Regions from separate parts of the Sus scrofa genome. Here regions 2, 3, 4, 5 and 6 are each linked to region 1. A link is a contact called in public Hi-C, HiChIP or PLAC-seq and promoter capture Hi-C data. All regions are on one chromosome and are shown on one strand. Each heading gives the region's core, a stretch centred on a gene start, on an enhancer-like site or on the middle of the called end of the contact. The rest is flanking DNA. Distances are from core to core; before and after follow the strand shown.

Evidence for each region. Promoter capture Hi-C pulls out the DNA fragments that hold promoters and counts their contacts. A called contact is a pair of places that touch in the nucleus more often than the background predicts. HiChIP or PLAC-seq counts read pairs in DNA pulled down with a chosen protein or histone mark.
Region 2: a contact with region 1 is called in a Hi-C map of liver, with 5 times the contacts expected there. The contact joins the promoter of CIZ1 here to the promoter of DPM2 in region 1. A contact is called at or near these places in 1 of 5 promoter capture datasets (fetal skeletal muscle) and 2 of 47 Hi-C or Micro-C datasets (liver and skeletal muscle).
Region 3: an H3K27ac HiChIP or PLAC-seq map of alveolar macrophages shows a contact between it and region 1. The contact joins the promoter of C1H9orf16 here to the promoter of DPM2 in region 1. A contact is called at or near these places in 1 of 5 promoter capture datasets (fetal skeletal muscle) and 1 of 2 datasets of contacts at active chromatin or transcription factors (alveolar macrophages).
Region 4: a contact with region 1 is called in an H3K27ac HiChIP or PLAC-seq map of alveolar macrophages. The contact joins the promoter of TOR2A here to the promoter of DPM2 in region 1. A contact is called at or near these places in 1 of 5 promoter capture datasets (liver), 14 of 47 Hi-C or Micro-C datasets (alveolar macrophages, blood, embryonic fibroblasts and 7 more) and 2 of 2 datasets of contacts at active chromatin or transcription factors (alveolar macrophages and skeletal muscle).
Region 5: a promoter capture Hi-C map of liver shows a contact between it and region 1, with 5 times the contacts expected there. The contact joins the promoter of PTGES2 here to the promoter of DPM2 in region 1. A contact is called at or near these places in 4 of 5 promoter capture datasets (fetal liver, fetal skeletal muscle, liver and 1 more), 13 of 47 Hi-C or Micro-C datasets (alveolar macrophages, embryonic fibroblasts, epiblast stem cells and 7 more) and 2 of 2 datasets of contacts at active chromatin or transcription factors (alveolar macrophages and skeletal muscle).
Region 6: a contact with region 1 is called in an H3K27ac HiChIP or PLAC-seq map of alveolar macrophages. The contact joins the promoter of CDK9 here to the promoter of DPM2 in region 1. A contact is called at or near these places in 2 of 5 promoter capture datasets (fetal liver and fetal skeletal muscle), 3 of 47 Hi-C or Micro-C datasets (blood, embryonic fibroblasts and heart right ventricle) and 1 of 2 datasets of contacts at active chromatin or transcription factors (alveolar macrophages).

What each region holds. Positions count from the first base shown.
Region 1 is chr1:268,422,275-268,424,898 of Sscrofa11.1, reverse strand. DPM2 (dolichyl-phosphate mannosyltransferase subunit 2, regulatory) reads left to right here and starts at 1,342. Exons shown (of 4, transcript NM_001244059.1): 1 at 1,342-1,392; 2 at 1,686-1,775. The coding sequence starts at 1,390.
Region 2 is chr1:268,640,756-268,643,379 of Sscrofa11.1, reverse strand. It overlaps CIZ1 (cip1-interacting zinc finger protein), which reads left to right and starts at 1,316. Exons shown (of 19, transcript XM_013993898.2): 1 at 1,316-1,536; 2 at 2,109-2,283; 3 at 2,532-2,624. The coding sequence starts at 2,114.
Region 3 is chr1:268,614,717-268,617,340 of Sscrofa11.1, reverse strand. C1H9orf16 (UPF0184 protein C9orf16 homolog) reads right to left here and starts at 1,301. Exons shown (of 2, transcript XM_001927625.5): 1 at 1,010-1,301. The coding sequence starts at 1,088.
Region 4 is chr1:268,236,172-268,238,795 of Sscrofa11.1, reverse strand. TOR2A (prosalusin) reads left to right here and starts at 1,318. Exons shown (of 6, transcript XM_021069354.1): 1 at 1,318-1,542; 2 at 2,162-2,296; 3 at 2,299-2,426. The coding sequence starts at 1,392.
Region 5 is chr1:268,590,058-268,592,681 of Sscrofa11.1, reverse strand. It overlaps PTGES2 (prostaglandin E synthase 2), which reads left to right and starts at 1,326. Exons shown (of 7, transcript XM_001927936.5): 1 at 1,326-2,115. The coding sequence starts at 1,846.
Region 6 is chr1:268,275,794-268,278,417 of Sscrofa11.1, reverse strand. It overlaps CDK9 (cyclin dependent kinase 9), which reads right to left and starts at 1,335. Exons shown (of 7, transcript NM_001166044.1): 1 at 1,244-1,335; 2 at 698-779. The coding sequence starts at 1,335.

The DNA of each region.
Region 1 (2,624 bases), core at 93-2,592:
GTCTTAGGGGTGGAAATGTCCCGTAAGTCCCATGGTGTCTTTGCCCTTCTCTTCCCGTAGCCTGAGTCAGGGGGCTTTGAGATTAATGTCCGTCTGGGCGTAGGTACACTCCCTGGAGGAAACAAGGCATGTGGGGATGTTACTCCCTGGAGCCCTTTAGCCGCAAATGTTAATCAATAGACATATCCAAGAATGCATCGAAGCCCAAGCTCCTAACACTGACTACCTGAGTGACTATTCTGCCTCAGTGCCCCCCCCCCCTGCCCCCAGAGTTGGAGACTTTAACTTTGGAGGCGGGGGGACAATGACCGACTGCTCTGACTGCTTCCTGCTGACAAGGGGTGTCCTTAGGGAAAGTGGTTAGGTCTCCACTCATGGCACGGTCGGTTGAGTGGGCTTCAATACATTACCTTGGGTACCCTTTCTTTCACTATCTGTAGGTTGATAGCTTTTAATCAGGACATAACAAAGCAAGACCTACAATTAATTATCTAGGGTCCAAATAAAAGGCTCAAGATCACAATGATGACTATGGTGAACAAATATTTCCATCAGGAGGAGGAGGAGGTCAACCCGTTCCAGAGGGCAGCTCTAAAAGCTGGATGGAGCTGGATCAGACATCTCACGAATCTGCTGCCGGAGATCTCGCAGGGAATCAGACACGTTCTGCGAATAATCAGGAATATAGGCACAACATTCAGATTTTATGACAGCACGGGTACCTCCTTGGCCTGCACTGAGTATGTCTAAGGCCATTCGGTTTTGCAGCACTACTTTTCTTATTTGTTTTTGTTCCATATTTAGGGTAGGAATAGCTTCTGCAGTATCATTAAGAGATTGTGGAGTAAAATTAGTTAAGGCTTCCACCCTCAGCATTATCCGGTGAACGTTTGTCTGCACCCTACCCTCAACAGAAGAGTTGGGGCCACCACACCAGGAAGTAGCGCCCTCGGGTTCTGGAGTCGGCTGCACCCTCTACTCGGATTGTGATCTTCAAGTGCTTGCCTCTTTCTGAGCCTCATTTTCCCCGTCTCAAATATGGGACTTTCGACCCCCCACCCCATCCCGCTCTGGCCTTGGGACTCGGATATTGAGATGGGGTTTTTTTCTGGGTCGAGTTCGACCCGACTGAGACCATAAATGCAGCCTATCTGGGTTCCCCACTGGGTCCCATTTCCCAGGGTGATTCGGAAACACGGCCCACAATACTCTTGAAAACTACATTTCCCGAAATGCAAAGGGGAGGCGGTGCCTGCCTGTCTTGGGCGACGTAGTCCTGGGACTGCCTAAAGACTACGACTCCCGACGGGCCCCGCGGCCCAAGGCCAGGAGGGCCCGGATGCGGAACCGGATGTGGCTTACGGCTCCGGTGCCTGGAGCGCTGGGGAAATGGTGAGCTTGGGGCTGGGAGTCCTGGGAATGAGGGCGTCTGGGTGTGGGGTCCTAGGTCTACTCAGAAGCTGAGGCTTGAGCTCTCGGGAGCCGGGATCACTCTCCCGCCGGCCCATCGTACGGGTGGTAGGTCTTTAGCCTGCACTCTGTCTCAAGCCAGGAAATGGAAACCTCGTCAGCCACGTCGGATACGCCTGCTGAGTGAATGGGCGTAATCAGGCGGCAACTCCCCCCTCCGTTAGTGCACCTAAATGGAGGGTCACTTCCTCAGTTGAGCTTTCCCTTTTCTCCAGGCCACAGGGACAGACCAGGTGGTGGGACTCGGCCTCGTCGCCGTTAGCCTGATCATCTTCACGTACTACACCACCTGGGTGATTCTGTTGGTATGTGTGCTTCCTCGTCCGCTCTCACCTCCTATCCCTAGATCTTGAAGCCAACTCCTAACATTTAAGCACGTGACAGGCCTACCTGCCCATGTAATGAAAGCGTCAGAGCAGCAGTAGGAGGACGACACTAGCGGTGTCCCCATTGTATAGATGACGAAGCCGAGGCTCAAGGAGAAGGTTCAGACCTAAGGTAGAATCCTGAACCACTACACTGTAAGGTCCTGTGCCTTTAATGGGAGTTCTAGTCCTTCTGGTTATCCTGCGGGCTCCTGGGCATGACAAGTGCCAATGGGTTTTGTGAGGGTCTTTGGGATATCCCCCCCCCCCCCGGTGGAAAAATGTGTTAAAATGTGCAGTGTGTTTGGGAATCAAAATCTTTTTTTTTTTTTTTTTTTTTTTGCCTTTCTAGGGCCGCTCCCGTGGCATGTGGAGGTTCCCAGGCTAGGGATCGAATCGGAGCTGTAGCTGCCGGCCTACACCAGAGCCATAGCAACGTGGGATCCAAGCGGCATCTGCAACCTATACCACAGCTCATGGCAACGCCGGATCCTTAACCCACTGAGCAAGGCCAAGGATGGAACCCACAACCTCATGGTTCCTCGTCGGATTCGTTAACCACTGAGCCACGACAGGAACTCTGGGAAGCAAAATCTTGCAGAACTTGATGTTCTTTGGGAGAAAAATCTTAGTAAAGAAAACTTTTGTGGAGTTCCCGTCATGGCGCAGTGGAAACGAATCCAACTAGGAACCATGAGGTTGCGGGTTCAGTCCCTGGCCTTGCTCAGTGGGTTAAGGATCCGGCATTGCCATGAGCAGTGGTGTAGGTTGCAGATGCGGCTCAAATCC
Region 2 (2,624 bases), core at 67-2,566, 220 kb before region 1:
GCATCCTCACACATACAACTCTTCCCCCGGGAGGGGGTACTCATTTTACAGACGAAGAAAGGCTCAGGTCCGCCAGGGGCGCCTAGCCACAAGGCAGCGGGACCCCAATTCAATCCCGGACCCCTCCGAGGTCCCAGATAGATCTATCTGTTTGGAAGCCTGGGCGATCTTGACTTGACCCCACCCCTTCTTCCTTGGTTCTCACTGGAGCCGAGCGTTCTAATCTGGGTGGATACGATGCTGTCACACTCTCTTCTCTAGCGCTCCCTGCCCTCCATAGATAAAACCCAACTCTTCAGGCCCGTGTTCAAAGCCTGGTTGCCCTTCCGCCCAAGGCGCGAAGTCCCCTGAGTCTAGCCGCGCCCAGCCCTCCCGCCTAAGTCCAAGCAGAGTTAGGCACCTCTGTGCGGCCGCCCGGGGCGGCGGTAGAGCGGGTCCCGAGCTTTAGGGAAGCACTGGTCACATGACTGCAGTGATTGGTTGACACTCGGGTCTCCTTGGGTGGACCTCAGGTCTGCGCATCCCTAGCGCCACCATGCGCCGTGCGGCATGTGGTCTGCGCCTAAAGCAAAGTGAGCGCATTGCCTGGGGCTGTTAAGAGTTGAGGACGGCTTTGAGTAACTGCAAAGGGGAGAGAGATTGCTATTTAGTAACGCAGCTCGGTGACTCGAAGTGGGGGCCATTGGGAAGGGCGCCGGGGCGCAGGACGGAGTCGTAATTAAAGGGTCTTTGCTGGCAGCACCATTCGGGGGCAGGATGCGCGCCGGGTTTTGTTGTGGTTGTTTTAACCATTGAACTCAGCCCTCCTCACCCGCCCCCGAGTCAAATCCTAGGGGGAAAAAACAGTAACTTTCAAACCCACCTCCCATACCTTTTAGGGCAAATTCTTCTGCCCCGCTATGCCGATCGCCTTCTCGCCCGGTCTCAGTCCCCTAATGTACAGCTGCACGCCCCTCCCATCCCAGCCCCGCGCGGGGCCCTTGATCGCGGGACAGTGGCACCCGCGGGGAGGTCGGTTGGAGACGGTCCCCGCCAGACGACAGATCACTCTGGGTGGCGACGGATGGACTTTGGGCTCAGAGCAGCCCCTTCACGATGCGGAGAACGAGGGACGGAGGGTCTGCTCTGCTCAGGACCGCCTCGCAGCCCGGAACTAAGCCCTCCACTACCCAGCCGCTGGGTGAGCAGGCACCGCCCCTGCCGCGTTGCGGGTGCGCTGGGCAGGATCTCGCGACGCGGCGGGCGCCACCCGGACCTCCCGGCCTCCAGAGGGCGCTGCCTGGGCCCGGCCTGCAGACCGCCTTCGGAAGCGCCAGGCCCCGGCGGAGCTGCGGGGAGCCGGGGATCCGCGAGCCGGAGCCTCCCGGCCTGTCCGGCCTGCCCTGCCGCTGGGGCCTACGCGACCGCGGCGAGAGTGCGGGGAGGAGGCCGTGCGATTCCCGCCCTGGGAGGCGAGGGGCGCGGGCCGGGCACCGCTGGGGGGACGGCCGAAGACTTAGGGGCCCCTTGAACGGAGGCTGCGGGCTTCGCGGGCAGGTGGGGATACCGGATTTGAAGTGTAATGCTGGCTCGATCTGTAAAGGAAGGGGTTAGTGGAATGGGGGTGGGGAGTAGAGTGGAGGGAAGCCTGTCCTACTTCGTTCTTGGATGAAAGTGAAAGGTAGCGGCGGGGGTGGGGGCGGGGGCTGATGTTATTGACATAAAATGTGCGCTTGGGACGGGGTGGGCGTATCAAAGGGGTGTGAGTGGAGAGGGGCTGGCATCGGTACGCGATTGGCGCGGAGAATGGCCGAAGGGTGGGGTGGGAGGTGTATTTGTGTCGGACGCTCCTCCAGGAAGGACCGAGCGGGAGAGTTGGCGAGATAGGGGGCGGGGTCGGACGTTTGAAAGGGGGACTGTTGGAAAGATTTGGGGGAAATTGGCAGGAGGCGGGGGGGCGAACCCTTCTGCTGGTGGAATTGGAGGGGTTTTGAAAGGATGGGCCGCAAGTGTGGCCAGCTCTGGGCAGGACCGGGACAGTAGCTGTGAAACTCAGCCGCGGTATTTGAGCGCCGCGGGCTGGGAGTGGGTGACGGAGATCCGGCCTGACTCCCCCCGCCTTCCCTCAGCCACCATGTTCAACCAGCAGCAGCAGCAGCAGCTCCAGCAGTTCCAGCAGCAGCAGCAGCAGCTTCAGCAGCAACAGCTTCAGCAGCAGCAGCTACAACAGCAGCAGTTGCTGCAGCTCCAGCAGCTGCTCCAGCAGTCCCCTCCGCAGGCTCCTCTGCCCATGGCCGTCAGCCGGTGAGCTCCCACTGGAGGGGTGGGTGGCTTTAGCCCAGCCCCTCAGATGCATGCCTTGGTGCGTCCCCTCCCCCAAGACATTTCTCCCCGGAGCATCCCTGTCTGAGTCCTGGAGGCCCCTACTCCCCACCCCAAGGGGATCCTCTGTCTGCTGTAGAGGCAGGCAGAGAATGGAGGAGAGGGATCTCAGGGAGGAGGGAGGATCTGACTCTCCCAGTAACCGTCTGACTCCTGCTCTCAACACCCAGGGGGCTCCCCCAGCAGCAACCACAGCAGCAGCTCCTGAATCTCCAGGGCACCAGCTCCGCCTCCCTCCTCAACGGCTCTGTGCTGCAGAGAGC
Region 3 (2,624 bases), core at 52-2,551, 190 kb before region 1:
TCCCACCACAGCTCCCAGTGCGATTAACCACGCCTGGTGGCTGTCCACCAGCAGTGCCCCCGGCAAACCGGCAGCTTACCACTTACCCCACTTACTCTACCTCTTTATTAAACACAGACCCTGAGAGAGGACGTGTTCTAAAGCTATTGTGGTGATAGGTGCACAGCTCTTTGAATAACCTAAAACCCACCGAATTGTACAATTTAAGTGGCTAGATTGTATAGGATGTGAATTATAACTCAATAAAGCTGTTCCTGAAAACAAACCAAAAGCAGACTCCATACTTAGCCCATGCTTACTGTCCTGCCCTCTAAATTAATAAACTAATTTTTATTACACTGAAGGGAATAATAACCACTTTCAGAACACTTGCGTGCTTGGAACCTGCTAAGTATTTTCCATTCATTTTCTCATTTAATCCTGGCCCATCTCAATGCAGAAGACACTAACCATCATTCTTATTTTGCAGATGGGGAAACGGAGGCTCCAGAAGGTGAGAAGGGAGCTGACGGTTCTCTCTCCACACCCCCACCCCCACCCCCCGCAGTGCTGTGCAGGCAACAGGCGACTTTAGTAAGCAAGTCACATTCGCCAGGGCTCCAAGCCACACCAGCAAAGGGGGCAGGGGATGCTGATTCAGCAAGTTGGCACGCCCACCCAGAGGGTCCACGCCCGGCCCCGCCCCCCCCCAGGAGCCTCGGTCCCCACAAGGACTGAAAGAAGTGGCTGGAACAAATCCCAGTCCCCAAAGAGCGAGGGACCCTGAAGCGGCCTCAGTTTCCCCGTCTGGAAAACGGGGTTTGCCCACGGAAGTTCCCGATTGCTACGATTTCCAGGGACCCGCTGGCAGTGCTCTCCCGGGGCGCCTGCAGCTCCCGACCCACCCTGGGGCGGGGGGATGGGGAAGGCTCTGCAGTCCCTTCCCTGCCCCTATCCCAAGCTCCAATTCCCCTTCTCAGGAGGGCACCCCCGAGAAAGCAAACGTCGCTTCAGCAGCCCTCTGGGTCACCTGCTTCCCCGAAGCCGTCATTCTCGCCTTCCGCGCCCGCCTCCACCGGCATGCCCAGGTCCCCGTTGGGGCCCGACATTGCGGGCTCGGGCGCCGCAAGGACCGCGCGACGATGGAAAGCGGCGACGGTCGCGCAGACAGCCGGCACCAGGCGGAAGGTGGAGGCGGTGAATGGAACTCGGAGCCGGAAGGGTGGAACGCGCCGGAGGAAAGCGCTTGGGTGGCCGGGGCCCCGCCCCCGAGGCCGGAGCCCCGGGGCCCGAGCTCCGCCCTCTCTCCGCCCCACCGCCGGAACTCCGCCCCTGCTCTGCCGCCAGACTCCGCCCCTACGCTCGAGCCCCGCCCCCACCCTGCCTCACAGTCGAGCTCCGCCCACTTCCGCCAGACGTCCTCCGACCCCAGCCCAGGCCCCGGGCCCGCCCCCATCCCGGCCGCCGGGAGAGACCATCCTGGGGCATCCTGCCGAGAATGTCAGGTGGTGCGGGCTTGGCCCTCGGCGAGGGCACGTGAGCCCGACAGAGGAGCAGGGCAGCCTGGGACCCCTACTCCAACCCATACTGCAGCTGAGGACCTGCGGGTAAGCTAGCCAGCGCCTCTGCGTGGGCAAAATCTGAGATGCGTGGTTTCCAGGGCCCCTAATGTATGGAGAAGGTATCCGTTCACAGCCACCTTGAGAGTCATGGTCAGGAGAGTGCAGCTTGTGGCTGTCAGTCCGGGAAGGCTTCCGGATAAAGTCTACCCAGCTGCCATCACACCCTATCCTTTTTACCAGCTGGGAAGGGGAGGCCTGCCCAAAGTCACCCAGCCAGAAAGCGTTGCTCCTGAGCTGGACTCAGAGCCGTGAACCCGTTCAGGGGTGCCCCTGAGTCCGGTCCGCGTCTGGGGAGAGGGGCTCACTTATTGGGGCTCTTGTAGCTGAAGCTGCTAGGAGGCCCCATGGCTGCTACAGCCTGGTCCTGGCCTCACACTGGCGGTTCCTGTGAACAGGCCAGCCTCTAGGTGGGGTCAGGCCCAGACCCCGATGATGACAGCAGGAAGGGATCCTCTCTGTCCCAGAAGCTGCCTTATTGTTTCAACTGAGCAACACGGAGGCACAGTGAGTCCTCCTGTGGTCAGAGCCACCACTGACTTACATAAGGGCAGCCCTGCCTTCCCCTTAACCAGGCTGAGTGGAGGCGACGCCCTCCACGGAGCCAGAGTGGGAAGAATCGCAGTGAACTGCCCCCACCCAAGTCAGCTGACCCTCCTTGATGTTGAGGGGTGGGTACCCTTCCTCCCTCTGTCCCCCTAGTACCCCCTTCCAGCCAAGCCTCTGCTTACTCCCTACCACTTGGGGCTGGATACCTGCCCTCAGCCCCCTCAGAAGATGCTGTGTCCATGGCTGGGGCAGGTGGCAGAGAGCACCCAAGCCATTCCTGGAGAGGGATGAGTCTTGGGCTCCAGAAGGGTCCTGGGAGTGTACCTGGGGAAGCAGGACCTGCGGCTCAGACTTGATCCCTGGCCCAGAAATTCCGTATGCTGTGGGTGCAGCAAAAAAAAAAAAAAAAAATGCTGGCTATCGGTTCTGTGGCCTCTATCCTTTGCTGAAGACCACAAAGGGGGGTCCAAGAGCGAT
Region 4 (2,624 bases), core at 69-2,568, 190 kb after region 1:
TAGGGAAGGTAACTAATTCCAAACAGAGAAATCCTGCCCCCCGTCCCCTCCCCCACCCCATTCCCTTCCTCCAGAAGCCATAGCAAAGCTTCTGCACAAAGGTACAGCCAAGGATCCCAGATACTTGAAGTGGAAGGGCTTTTTGAAATCTAAGACTCCAGCTCCCCTAGGGAGATCGAGAACTGGAGGGAGAAGGGACTTGCCCTTGGTTCCAGCCTCAGAATGAGAAAGGCTGGAATCTGGGCATCCTGACCTGGAGTTCTTTCCTTTTCTGCTCCCAAAAGTGGGAACCACTAATTTCTTTTCAGGTTTTGAAACGTGGCCACAGAAATCCTTGCTGCGTGCTGTGTGCGTGCATGCATATGTGTGTGTGCGTGTGCGTGTGTGTGTGTGTACCATTACAGTAGCTCTGAAAGAATAATAAATAAAGGATTATGACCACAAAGGGTAGATGGGGCAGGGAATCTTTGAGGAGAGCCACGAAAGCAGTTGTCTTGATTTCATGGGTTGGGGAGGTAGGCAATGTAGATCCACATGATGCCAGGCCAGACTAGAGGCCTGGGGAGCCTATTGACTGAATTTGAATTGTCCAAGATCCGTTGCCTTTGACCAAGAGAGGATGGGTGACGGTGTGTTAGATCTTTGGCAGCAGCCAGATTTGGGTTCTGTTCTATTGTTCACTAGCCAGGTGGCCTTGGATAAGGGGCTTAACCTCTTGGGTCCCAATTTCCTTCTCAGTAAATGGGGACAATAACAGATCTGATCCCTTTTGCTTGATGTTAAAGCACATAGCAGCTGCTACATAAGGGACAGCCATGTTTCATAATGGATTGTCAATGGTCATCTATTGATTGCTTTGTGAGCCAACACACTTTATGTGCCTGTACCTCCTTGAAATATCACCATTCCTCTGTGTGACAGGTACGGTTATCACAAGATATATAAGGCGCCTCACACTAATGCACATAGTAGGTGTTCACCAAAATCTATCAGCGCTCTTTTATCATATAAAAGAGAAAAAAGAGCACGGAAAGGGCGCTTTGCAAGGTGTAAAGTGCCCCCACAAGTTTTTGCTACAATTGTTACGTCACCCTTTGTGGTCATAATCCTTTATTTATTATTCTTTCGGAGCTACTGTGATGGTCCCCCTAGTTACCGTAGCCATGGAAACGCAGCCGCAGTCCTGGATTGGACGGTTCGCGGGCTCCCCCTGTAGATCATCTTCCGGTCCTGCAGCGGGACGACCAAGGGGCGGGCCTTTGAGAGGGGAGAGAGGGGAGTCGGGAGTTGTAGGCTACAGACGGTGGCTGCCGCAGAGCGATGCACGTCGGGAGTTGTAGTTCTCGAACGAGGCAGTTGGCGGCCTCAGACCCAGCTCCGGCCTCACCCGGATGGCGGCTGCGACGTGCGGCTGCAGCCTCTGGAGTTCGCTCCTCGGGCTGCTTGGGCTGGTCTCGGCCGCGGCCGCCTCCTGGGACCTGACATCGCTGCGCTGCAACTTCGGCACCTTCTGTGAATGTGACTTCCGGCCAGACTTCCAGGGTGAGGAGCCTCGGGAGCCTGAACTGGGGGAGCTGGTAGACCGGGGAGCTCTCGGAACCCAGGGTTGCTCCGGGGCCGGACCTGGAGGAGAGAACGGGGGGCAGGACCCCCAAACTTACGGGCGGCCAAGGCCGGAAGTGGGCCTGACGTTGAGGGACCCTGGGAGCTTAGGGCACGGGGCTTGGGACAAGGGTTTGGGGATGCCTATCTGGGGTCTAGGCACAGTCCTGCCAGGATGGAGAGGGTCTTTTGACAGCTGGGCCTTGGCAGGGGTGGGGGGCGTTTATGCCTCCACACTGGACTGGCTGTCAAGGGAGAAGCCTGCCTTGGAGATGGGCAGGGATTTGGAGGCGATTCTCTTGACAGCTCGCACCCCCTTAGGTCCGAACGCAATCCAGAGGGCCACCTGATGGGGGCGCTGCCGAGCTGAGTCAGGCCTGAGGGTCGCTCCTATGACCAGAGAATCCAAGGGCCACTCTCCCTTTCCGCAGACCGCTCGTAAAACTGTCCCAGAACACGCGGATCCTTAGACCAGGTTCCAGACGTGGTTTGCCTCCTGAACCTCTTCCGTGGTGGGCGTGTGTCCTCAGCTCTGATACTGTCCTTCTTGTGGTCCTAGGTCTGGAGTGTGACCTGGCCCAGCACCTGGCGGGCCAGCACTTGGCCAGGGCGCTGGTGGTGAAGGCACTGAAGGCTTTCGTGCAGGACCCAGCCCCCACCAAGCCGCTGGTCCTCTCTCTGCATGGCTGGACGGGCACGGCAAGTCCTATGTCAGCTCCCTGCTGGCACACTACCTCTTCCGGGGTGGCCTCCGCAGCCCCCATGTGCATCACTTTTCCCCCGTCATCCACTTCCCCCACCCCAGCCACATGGAGCGCTACAAGGTAGGCTGGTGGCGTCCTAGACCATTGTCCTGTGGGGTGCCAGACCCAAGGGAGGGAGACCTGAGCCCAGAGAGGGGAATCCCTTACTCGCTCCAGGCCACACAGCCAGGTGAAGCCTCAGCTCTCAGGACCCATCCTGAACAGAGCTTGGGATGGTGCCATCTGGCAGGGAGTTCTCGGTTTAATTCCTGGGGAGCA
Region 5 (2,624 bases), core at 77-2,576, 170 kb before region 1:
TCACTGGGTTTCCTTCCTATACTTGGCAAAGGTGGAGAAGCTGCTGAGTGGGCAAAAAATAGGCTTCTCTAAAACACTGGCCTCACCAGCCTCCAGGCTCTGCCCATTCGTTTTCTCATTTAATCCTGGCCCATCTCAATGCAGGAGACACTACCCGTCATTCTTATTTTGCAGATGGGGAAACGGAGGCTCCAGAAGGTGAGAAGGGAGCTGAAGGTTCTCTCTCCACACCCCCACCCCACCCCCCGCAGTGCTATGCAGGCAACAGGCGGCTTCTGTAAGCAAGTCACATTCACCAGGGCTTCAGGCCACACCAGCAAAGGGGGCAGGGGATGCTGATTCAGCAAATTGGCACGCCCACCCAGAGGGTCCACGCCCGGCCCCGCCCTCTTGAGGAGCCCCCGTCTCCAACGGGCCTGAAAGAAGTGGCTAGAACAAATCCAAATCCAAAGGCCCCCAGTTTCCTCATCTGTGGCCTGTGGCCACAGTTCTTGAACGCTGCAGTTTCCAGAGACCCGCTAGCAGTGCTCGCCCTGAACCCCGGGAGCACGCCTGCAGCTCCGGACCCACCCGGGGGCGAGGGGATGGAGGAGGGCTCTGCTGTTCCTTCCCGGCCCCTATCCCACACCCCAGGTCTCTTCCCAAGAGAGCACCCCCGAAAAAGCAAATGTCGCCTCAGCAGCCCCTCTGGGTCGCCTGCTTCTCCAAAGCCGTCGTTCCCGCCTTCCGAGCCCAGGTCCCGACATTGCGGGCTAGGGCGCCATAAGGACCGCGGGACGATCCAAGGCGGCGAGGGTCGCGCAGACAGCCGGCACCAGGAGGAAGGTGGAGGCGGTGGAAGGAACTCAGAGCTGGAAGAGTGGAAAGCGGCAAAGGAACCCACTCGGATGGCTGGTGCCCTGACCCCAGGGTCGGAGCCCCGAGGCCCGAGCTCCGCCCCTGATCCGCCCCGCCCCATCCAGAGCAGGTTCCTCTGAGCAGCCCTGCTCTCTCTTCTTCTGGGGCAGTCAAGCTCTGTGCCCGCCTGTCTTTCAATCTCTGTCTTGCCCCGCCCACAACCTGTTCCGCCTACAAATCCCCCCTCCCACTCCAGGAGCACCGCTCCACTCGCGATCGCCGGGCGGGGCCAACCTGGGGCTGCCCGCCGAGAAGCCTAGGTGGCTGAGGCTCGGGCCCTCGACTTGGGCGAAGGAGCCCGACAGAGGGACAGAATATCTTGGGACCCCAATTCTCTCTGTTCCATCCTGCCGCTGGGGACCTGCGGGTCGGCCAGCCGGCGCCTCGGGTTGGGAGAAATCTGAGACACGTGGTTTCTAAAGCCCCCAGAGTGCACGGAAAATTTTATGGTTCAGGTTACAGAAGAAATTGGGCAGCGGTGCGGGAGGGCAGAAAAAGCCCCAGTCGCGGGCTCCCACCTACTGCGGGTCCGGTGGGCAGTTTCCGTGGCTTTCCTGGACCCGATGCCGTGACGCTATCCCCAGTATCCTAAAGGGTTCAATCTCTTTCTATTGGTTGCATATTACGGATGACGCTGAGGGCCATAAGGCGAACTACGCGGCCGAGTTCCTACGTTCGGCTCCGGGTCACCGCCGCGACCGGTTACATCTACGCGTTAGAAGCGGGGACAGTTAGCAGATCTCCCTAGATGTTTCTTTGTTTCTGACGGGTGTGTGAAAGCTGGGTGCCGGGGACTCACGCCCCGTCCCATGAGAGCTGTCCCTTCCCGCTCCGCTTCACAGTCACCCCTGGCAACCTCCAGGCGCCGGAGACCCGCCCCTTTAGAGAGAGCCTGAGCCCGGGCCATCTTTGTTTCTCGCGCCCTCCCGCGGTGCCGGCGAAACGAACATGGCCCATGCTGCACGGGTTCTCTGGCCCAGCGGGCGCGCCCTGGCCTGGAGACTGGGCGGTCGTCCCTCTCTAAGACTCCCCGAGCAGAGCCGGGCGGGCTTCACCGGAGCGGCGGGAGGCCCAGGCCCCACCGCCACCACCCGCAAGGGGGGCCCACGGCTCCTGGGGGCGGCAGCACTGGCCTTGGGGGGCGCCCTGGGGCTGTACCACACCGTGCGGTGGCACCTTCGCGCCCAGGACCTCCGAGCGGAGCGCACAGCCGCGCAGGTAAGCCCTGGCCAGACCGAGCCTTGGGTGGGGGCGCTGGGATCAGCGCCGAACTTCGGGACTTCTGGGAACCGGCGGGGTCAGGAATCGTCTCCTCTGTCCATTCTTGACCTTGAGCGAGTGACTTGGTTTTAAGTCTCTGATCCCTCAGCGTCCTCATCTGTGAAATGGGGCGCTAATGTCAGCTAACGAGAATTGTCTTTGTTTTAAGGTCGTTTTTCTAACCGGCTTTAAGACTTCTTAATAGAAAGATTTGGCGATCACTGAAACGGAAAGCCTCTTTCACAGTTTATCACTTTAGCAAACGTTTGTCTCCCTCCTACCGTCTCCAAATCCTGAGGTTGTGTGTTTATTTATTAGTACTATTATTAGTGTTTTTACGAAACCGATGACCCTAGCTGCCCTTACGATGCTTTGTACACAGCACCAGCCCCGTCCCATCACACCCCACAGGCGCCTGGTTTCGGAATCCAAGGGAACCAGAATGGCAGATGGGGAGTAGATTTCTC
Region 6 (2,624 bases), core at 86-2,585, 150 kb after region 1:
ACCCAGGAACTGGCCATGGGATCCACAGTAAGGGTCGAAGGTTGGGAGACAGAGTCAAATCGTGGGCTCTGAAATGAGCTGCCTCAGATGCCATATTTAGAACACGGGCATACTAGTAGAAAGTACCCCTTCGGGAGCTGGTTTCAGACGATGACTTGAAGTTTTGCTACTTCACACAAATGCTTTATGACTAGCCATTAAATGCTGCACGGTTTCTTTAAACTCATAATGTAGAGCTCTGCACCCGTGTTTAACCTGTTACATGGTTAACAAGACAAAAAATAAAGAAGCAGGTCTTTGGGAAACTGGACTAGAGCTACGATGGGGGGGGGAGCATTTCAATTGAATACCAGTTACTCTTTTAGGGCTATGACATATGATTTTTTTTTTTAAACATTCGACAAAAGTAAAGCCCAAAGGAAAAGTGTTTAAAAACTTCCTAACTTCAGGAACCAGGGTGCACTCAGTGCAAGCATGAGCTCCCCCTCCTGGCACCAACCACGTGCACCTGAGAATGAAACATCAAACTCTTTAAAACATTTGAATTAAAAGATTTAACCTGAAAGTCAGATTCCATAGAACACAGAAATTCCTAAACACATAAATTCAACCTCAGCATGAAAGTCCCAGAAGCAGGGTGGAAACCCAACCTCTGCCCAAGGGACCTAGCAGGCCTGCCCACCCGCCCCGTACTCACCCCCTCCTTCTCGTTCTCCATCAGTACCTTCTTCAGAGCCACCTTTTGGCCGGTCTTGCGGTGCTTTGCCTTAAACACCTCCCTGCAGGCCGAAAGGGGGACCCAAGAGGACTCTTGAGGCCGTTTCCGCAGGGCCCGCCCCGCCCCCACCAGAGGAGGGCAGGAAAGGGAATCCCGGGCGGGGCTGGGCCGGGTACAGAGGGCCCTCGGCTACACCAACGCGCGGTATCTTCGGTCCCTCTCCGAGCCTCTATTTCCTTCCCTTTGCCCTTTCTCCTCACCCAGGCGCCGCTGCTGGGAGAGATCCCGCTCCACTCACAGGCTCCTCTCTGCAACCCCTCCCTGCCTCCCATCAAGGGCCTCAGGCTCCTCCCCGCCAGCCGGCTCGGTCAGGCACGGGCGGGCTGCGGTGCGGCCTAGCGAGACCAGGGGACAAGTTTGCGGCTAGGTGGCTTCCCAACCAACTGGACACGGGCCTGGGCGTCTCGACATCGGTCCAGAGGGGTGCAGGCTCAGGGCTCCTGGTCCCTGGGGGCCCAGCCTTACCCGAAGGTGCCTTGGCCGATTTTAGCGAGCTTCTCATATTTGGTCACCTCATCACAAAAGGGGCACTCCACCGAGTCGTACTGCTTTGCCATGGCCGCCTCCAGTGCGCCGCCGCCACCTCCAGCCGCCGCTGCCGCCGCCGCTCCCGCTCCGGGTCCCGCCGCCGTGCTCCAGGCCCCTCCGCGGCCGCGCCACTTCCGCCTCCACGGCCACTTCCGGCCCCGCGGCGCCGACCCCGCCTCTTCCGTCCGCCGTCCGCCGCCAGGCCCCCTGGGACTTGTAGTTCCCGGGAGGCCAGGAGGAGCCGGAGCTGCAGAGGCGCCTCCGCCACCGCCGCTGCCCCCGCCTCCGCCGCCGCCAGTGCTGGCGGCGGCCCCGATCGGGGGCGCGGGGAGCCGGGGCGCCGGGGCTGGGGCTCGGGGTGGTGCGTCCCGCTGCATCGGCTCGGGCCGCCGCTGCTGCCGAAGCCGCTGCCGCTCTGGCGCCCGATCCGGGGCCAGCCGCAGTGCCCTGCTCCTCCTCCTCCGACGGCGCCGCCTCCGCCAGGCTGCGCGGGGCGGCGGGAGGGGGGCGCCCCCCAAGCCTCGGCCTGGGGGCTCCCTGGCCGGGCCCGGGCCCGGGGCGGCCGGACGAGGGGGCCAGACGGAAAGAGCCGACGAGGAGGCGGCCCGAGAGCCCGGGAGGGGGCGCGTTATAAAGGGGGAGGTGCCCCGGCCTCGCCCTCCCCTCCCCCTCCGCCCGCCCCCTCCCTCCTCCCTCCCACCCTTCGCGGCCGCACCTGCCGCCGCTGCCGCCGCCGCCGCCGCCGCCGCCACTGCCGCCCGCCCGCCCGCTGTCCGCCCGCCGCCCTCGGCGCGTCACCGCCCGCGGCCCCTCCTCCGCCTTCGGAGGTGGGGCCCCGCGCTCCACACCTGGCTGCTGGGCGACTCGCCGCGTGCCTCAGTTTACCCACACATGCCAGCAGCTTCAGGGAACCCCTTCCTTCCCAGCTCCGGGTGCCCCCCTACAGGCAAAGGAGGGAGGCGCCGAGGAAGCAGCCTCGGGTCCAGAGAGGAGAGAACGGCCCCCACCGCCCGCCTCTCCGGGCCCCCGCCGGCCGCCGTTGATATGGCAACCGATGGCCGCCAGGGGGCGCGGCGACATTGGAGGCGGCAAGCGAGCAACTCCCGGGCCCCCTATTCTCTGGGAGGCAGGGATGAGGCCCAGGACCCCCGTCCCAGCTGAGCTGTGCCCAAGATGGTCGTGCCTGGGTCGGTAGTCACAAAAGTAGCCAGCATTTATTCGACAACCCTTGTGTGTTCAGCAAGTGCTGGGCATTCCTGCGGAATCCTGAATCAACAGCCCCATAAGTTAGGGTCACTAACCCATTTTATAGAAGAGC